2 separate regions of the Anolis sagrei genome follow, and region 1 is linked to region 2. A link is a contact called in public Hi-C data. All regions are on one chromosome and are shown on one strand. Each heading gives the region's core, a stretch centred on a gene start, on an enhancer-like site or on the middle of the called end of the contact. The rest is flanking DNA. Distances are from core to core; before and after follow the strand shown.

Region 1 (3,567 bases), core at 964-3,463, 130 kb before region 2:
CTTCCACGCTGTCCTATATCCCAGGATCTGATCCTGGATTATCTGCTTTAAACTGGATTATATGTGTCCCCATTGCCAGATAACCTGGGATAAACAGATAATCTGGGATCAGATCCTGAGATATAGCGGCAGTGTGGAAGGAGTCTAAGAGTTAAGGTGTCTTTCAATATCTGGATTGCACCCTAAGCCTTTCCCACAACTCACCTAGAAAAAAAGAAACATTAAAATAACGATACATAAATTAAAGGAAAGGAGAACCCCCCCCCCACCCCCCCTCTTGTCCATACCTCTGTGAGCGCAGGAGCAGGTGGCAACTCATTCAAGGGCAGAGGGTCCAGGGCAAAAGCCAGCTCCGAGGCCCTGCAACAAAACAGTCAACTGAACACACAGGCAGGCAACACGTCTAGCTCACACCAACCCTTTTCAGATACACATGCGTCAAGATTTCTAATGCCATTTATGTTTTCACATTACAGTCAGTATGTCCTTTAAATTAATTGGAAATCTAAAAATCCATATTGTTCATAAATCAGAGAATCATAGAGTTGGAAGAAGCCAAAAAGGCCATCCAGTCCAAACCCATTTCTGCCAGGTAGGAAATCCATCCCAGCCCAAATGAAGTACAGTCTGAGTATCCCTTTTTTGAAAGGCCTAGGATGAGAAGTATTTTGGATTTCAGAATATTTACACACACACACACACACACACACACACACTGAAATAGAAACATCTTGGCTGTGTGACCCAAGTCAAAACACAGGAATAATTTATTTGTCTCATACATATACTGTAACTTGAAGGTCATTTTATACACAATATTTTAATAATTGTGTGCATGAAACAAAGTTTGTGTACCCTGAGCCACCTGAAAGCAAAGCTTTCCCTACCCCAGAGTGCATTTACACTGTAGAATTAATGCAGTTTGAAACCATTGTAACTGCTATGGCTCAATGCTAGGGAATCATGGGATTTGCAGTTTGGCGAGGCATTAACACTTTTTGGCAGAGAAGGCCTAGTAAAAAGTTACAACTCCTCTGATTTCATAGATTTGACCCCTGGCAGTGAAAGGGATGTCAAATTGCATTAATTCCACAGTGTAGATGCACCCTCAGCGACCTGTGTGGAAAAAATTGTTTTAGTGGGTATAGTCTTTAGATTTGAAAATATATACTGTATTGTTTTTAGCACTGTTCACCACTTTGAGTCTTGTTAAGAGAAAAAGCAGTATATACATTATTATTATTATTATTATTAAGTTCTAGCCACTTGGGAAGTGTCCGACGTGTGATCCAATAAAACAGCCTGCAGAGTGATCGTGTTTGCTGTGAACTCATCTTGTTGTGTTTCAAATAATAATAATAATAATAATAATAATAATAATAATAATGGTTTTGGTGTAATTTGGACTTCTGGTTAAGGCAGACATGGACAAACTTCGGCCCTCCCTCCAGGTGTTTTAGATTTTAACTCCCACAATTCTTAACAGTAGGTTGTTAGGAATTGTGGGAGTTGAAGTCCAAAATACCTGGAGGAAGGACCAAAGTTTGCCCATGCTTGGGTTAAGGGATACTCAATCTGTAGCGTGGAGCAACTTAAAATGCCACATTCACTCAACTCTTTGCTCCAGGATCAGCTCTGCACCAAATCCACATTGGAATTAGGATCAAGGCCTGGGGGAACTCCACTTCCCATCATCCACAGCCCCTCAGTCAAATGTAAGGGGCCCCACATCCCTCCCTTCTGCAGGTCACAATGAGTCCCTCTTGCAGGAGACATGTGTCTCAAACTATCATAGGCCACCACCAACCATCCTCATACCAAGTCTTAACCAGCACCCTCTCCATCCTGCAAAGCCATGGCATACAGATCAATGGATCCCAAGCTCTTGTCCCTCCACATGTTTTTGACTTCAACTCCCAGAAACCCCAGCCAGTTGGACTGATAGCAAGGAATTCTGGGAGTTGAAGTCCATAACCTACGGGTGCACAAGGAGCCCTGAACTAGGACCAAGATCCGCCGGGGCTCTCACCATTTCCCGCTGTGCTGCAGGCCGCGCTCCCGGCTCCGCTCCGCCACGTCCAGCAGCTGCTTTTTGATCGTCCGCAGGTCGGAGAAGTCCGCACTCGCCAAGCCGGCCCCAACCACCGCCGTTGCCGCCACTGACACGCTCGCCGCCGCCATCTTTTCAGAGTGGGCCGTTTCGACCAATCAGGAACTTGGTTTGGGCTCCTGGAAGCGCGCGCAACCAGAAAACGAAGACCCAATTGGACAATGCCTCTGTCGCCCTGTCCCGTTCCTCGACTAATGAAAACGGGAGAAGCACAAACTCGTGGACGGGGATTGGTCGAGAGGTGAGAGTGTCAAGGTGGAGGGGCGGGGCCAGTGGACAAATGACATTGTGGTCCTCCTGCTCACCTACTCAGGCAGTGTTTCGCAACCTGGGGGTCGGGACCCCTGTGGGGGTCGCGAAGGGGTGCTAGAGGGGTCGCCAAAGACCATCAGAAAACATAGTACTTTCTGCTGATCATGCGGGTTCTCTGTGGGAAGTTTGGTCCAATTCTATTGGTGGGGTTCAGAATGCTATTTCATTGTGGGTGAACTATAAATCCCAACAATTACAACTCCCAAATGGCAAGGCTCATTTTCTCCAAACTCTACCAGTGTTCACATTTGGGCATATTGAGTATTTGTGCCAAGTTTGATCCAGATCCATCATTGCTTGAGTCCACAGTGTTCTCTGGAAGTAGGTGAACTACAACTCCAAAAAACTCAAGGTCAATGTCCACCAGACCTTCCCAGTATTTTCTCTTGGTCATGGGAATTCTGTGTGCCAAGTTTGATTCAATTCTATCATTGGTGGAGTTCAGAAGGCTCTTTGATTTTAGGTGAACTATAAATCCCAGCAACTCCAGCATTACCAAATGACAAAATCAATCACCCTCACCAGTATTCAAATTTGGGCGTATTGGGTATTTGTGCCAAATTTGTTCCAGTGACTGAAAATACATCCTGCATATCAGATATTTAGATTACGGATCATAACAGTAGCAAAATTACAATTGTGAAGTAGCAACGAAAATAACATTATGGTTGGGGGTCACCACAACATGAGGACCTGTACTAAGAGGTCGAGGCATTAGGAAGGTTGAGAACCACTGTACTAAGGAATGGAGCTATGGTGTGGGCAAACTTTGGACCTCCCAGTGTCTTGGACTTCCAATTCCCACAATTCCTAAAAGGCTGTAAGGAATTGTGGGCATTGAAATCCAAAACACCGGGAGGGCCGAAGTTTGCCCAGACCTGTTGTACTGTTGCTTATGAAGGAAGGTTGGGAATTTCAGAAAGAAACATCTATTTCTGTTTTGTTGACTATTCTAAAGCCTGTGAGGATCATAATAAATTGTGGAATGAGTATACCAAGGCACCTTGTCTGTCTCCCGAGAAATCTGTATAAGGACCAAGTAGCAACAGTAAGAACTGACCATGGAACAACCGACTGGTTCAAGATTGGGAAAGGCATATGGCAGGGCTGTATACTCTCCCCCAACCTATTCAATTTGTATGCAG
Region 2 (3,379 bases), core at 792-3,291:
AAACTGAATCTAAAGTTGACCAAAAACTGATTTGTAACCCTTTTGGTATTAATGTTGGAGAGTGGTCCCTGGTCAAAAAAGGTTGGGAACCACTGCATTATATACAATGGCGCAGTAAAATCAAGGTTTATCTAAAATGGCAAAATCAAGATCTTGGAACCTGTGGATGCAGAATCCATGGATACAAAGAGCTGACTGTATTTTCCATTCCACATAACTGCCCTGAACATATTTACCCTCCTAGTGTGCTGAGGTTCCCAAAATCCCAGGTTATACTCAAGACTGGAGTAAGAGGTAGTTGTGGAGAAAGAGGTGGAGAGATCTCTGATTCCCGGAAAGTATTAAGCACCGTCCTGCAGCCAGATCGAAACCCAAGGTCTGAACGAAGCACATCCGCTTCAGTGGGAGGAATGCTCTCTGACATGATGAGCAGACACCTGAAGACAGACATATACACAACTTACTATTACTCCTTTCCCCCCTACTACAGATTGAGCATTCCATATTCAAAAAACCCAAATCTTCCAAAATTGTCCACACGGGTGGCTGAGACAGGGACATCTGTTCTTCCTGAAACAAACTTTTTCTCATGCACTAAATTAGCAAAAATAATTCCCCTGACAGTACATTGTTCTGCTCCTTTGACACCATTTAAGGCAAAATACAGTTTGAGCATCCCTTGTCTAAAATTTCATAATCCTCTAAAATCCAAAAAGGCCCACCAGGGTGGCAGAGATAGCAACACCTTTGCTTTTTCTGACATTGATTCAATGTACACAAACTTTGTTTCATGCACAAAGTTATTTTTATTTTACAATAATTGCATATAAAGTTCCTTTTTGCCTATGTGTGTAAAAGTACACATAAAATATAAATGAATTTTGTGTTTAAGTTTGGGCCCCGTCACCAAGATCTTTCATTAAAAGGTAAAGGTTGTCCCCTGACATTAAGTCCAGTCATGTCTGACTCTGGGGTGTGGTGCTCATCTCCATTTCTGAGCCGAAGAGCCGCCGTTGTCCATAGACACCTCCAAGGTCATGTGGCTAGCATGACTGCATGGATATTTCATTATGTATATGTAAATATCCTAAAATATGAAATGCTTCTGTTGCCACGTATTTCAGATAAGGATGATTCAACCTGTATAAACAGAAAGAAACAGCACAAGCACTAGAACCACGAATGCATCTATACTGAGCATGGGCAAACTTCGGCCCTCCAGGTGTTTTGGACTTCAACTCCCACAATTCCTGGCCTTAGGCCTTTTCCTTTCCCCCCTCAGCCGCTTAAGCTTAAGCAGCTGAGGGGGGAAAGGAAGGGGCCTGAGGCCAGGAATTGTGGGAGTTGAAGTCCAAAACACCTGGAGGGCCAAAGTTTGCTCATACCCATCTATACTATAAAATTAATGCAGTTTGACACCACTTTAATTGCCATTCCTCGATGCTATGGGATCATGGGAGGTGTAGTTTTGCACACTTTTAGCCTTCTCTACCAAGAGAGCTGGTGCCTCAACAAACTACAAATCCCAGAACTCCATAGCAGTGGTCCAGGAGAATTAAAGTGGTTTCAAACTGAATTAATTCTAGGTGTAGGTGAACCTATGTCCAGCTACAGAGATAAAAGGTATTATATGGTCGAAACCCACCTTAAGGGGTGTCAGTGGTGCTTTAGAAAAGTCAAACCCGTTGGATCTTGTCCACTAACAAGGCTGGCTGGCTGCAGGTTCTGCAATTAAGACAGCAATACGAATTGGCAGCCCCCAGTTCCGCGCAGTCTCAACAAGTCCTTCAAAAAGTCCCCCCTTCCTTGTGGACAAACTGACCCACCCCGCCCTTCCCGTCAAGAACACAATTGAATGTCAGACTATTCAATTTGCCGCCCTAACATCAACCAATCACAAGCCACGCCCTCCGCCCTCCCAGCCAATCAGCGAAGCCCAGAAGAAGAAAAGCTCCGGCTGTCCTTTCAACAGCTTTCTCATTGGTCCGATGCTCGCAGTGACGTCAAGGAGGAGGGCGCGTGGAAAAGCTTATTGGAAGAAGCCGCGGTAGGCGGGGACTTCCTGATCCTTTTTGTTATTTTTCGGCGGTGGAGGATAGCCAACCTGATCCAGTCCAGCCAATCACTGAACAGAGGACTTACCCAACCCGATGCGATTGGTTGGAGATGCGTTCCAGGCTCCGCCCTGCCTTTCACGAGGAGGGAGATTTAAACCGTGGAGGTGGAGACAGACTCCTTAGAACTACGCCGGTGATGTTCTTGGTGGATGATGCAGTGTGGACGAATTGGGACTGAGAGCTGGGCTCCCGGGAGCAGCAGGTAACAGACTGTGGAAGGAGAGGCAGCCTAGCAGTCCTAAACAGGGCTAAGGGAAGATAGTTATTGATTTACGACATTTATATGCCGCCCTTCTCACCCGGAAGGGGACTCAGAGTGGTTTACAAGATATATATATATAGATACATACATACACACACACACACACATATACAGATACACTATATTATGTTATTAGCATAGTACAATTTCAGTATTAAATATTACTATATTGTACTACACCATTATACTTTGGCCACATCATGAGGAGACAGCAAAGCCTAGAGAAGACAATTATGCTGGGGAAAGTGGAAGGCAAAAGGAAGAGGGGCCGACCAAGGGCAAGATGGATGGATGGCATCCTTGAAGTGACTGGAGTGACCTTGAAGGAGCTGGGGGTGGTGACGGCCGACAGGGAGCTCTGGCGTGGACTGGTCCATGAGGTCACGAAGAGTCGGAGACGACTGAACAAATGAACAACAACAACATTAGTAATTACATGTAATATAAATATTTAATTATAATATCATATTATTATAATTATGGAGAAGAGCAAACCACTGACCACCTGCTGCAATGCAACCTGAGCCCTGCTACATGCACAATGGAGGACCTTCTTGCAGCAACACCAGAGGCACTCCAAGTGACCAGATACTGGTCAAAGGACATTTAATCAACTACCAAACCTGCCAATTTTGTTATTTGTCTGTTTGTTTGTTTGCTTTTGTTCTGTTAGAAATGTAATACAATTATCTGGTTGCCCCTGACACGATAAATAAATAATAAATAAATAAATAGTAGTATATTGCATTACATTATATTATTATAAATATTCTGTTAGTCTACATTATATTATATTATACTGCCCTGAGTCACCCATGGGCTGAGAAGAGCAGTATATAAAAATGGTAAATAAATAAATGAATAATATTATATTAATGTATTCTCGAAGGCTTTCATGGCTGGCATCGCTGGGTTGTTGTAGGTTTTTCGGGCTATATGGCCATGTTCTAGAGCAGGGGTCCTCAAACTAAGGCCTGGGGGCTAGATGCGGCCCTCCAAG

The links. A called contact is a pair of places that touch in the nucleus more often than the background predicts.
Region 1: a Hi-C map of mixed tissue shows a contact between it and region 2, with 5 times the contacts expected there. The contact joins the promoter of CDC23 here to the promoter of LOC132769077 in region 2. A contact is called at or near these places in 2 of 2 Hi-C or Micro-C datasets (both in mixed tissue).

The regions. Positions count from the first base shown.
Region 1 is chr2:76,296,275-76,299,841 of rAnoSag1.mat, reverse strand. It overlaps CDC23 (cell division cycle 23), which reads right to left and starts at 2,213. Exons shown (of 16, transcript XM_060765688.2): 1 at 2,030-2,213; 2 at 288-360. The coding sequence starts at 2,181.
Region 2 is chr2:76,161,946-76,165,324 of rAnoSag1.mat, reverse strand. It overlaps LOC132769077 (oocyte-specific histone RNA stem-loop-binding protein 2-like), which reads left to right and starts at 2,041. Exons shown (of 6, transcript XM_067464795.1): 1 at 2,041-2,319. The coding sequence starts at 2,267. CDC25C (cell division cycle 25C) reads right to left here and starts at 1,875. Exons shown (of 15, transcript XM_060765691.2): 1 at 1,646-1,875; 2 at 237-437. The coding sequence starts at 424.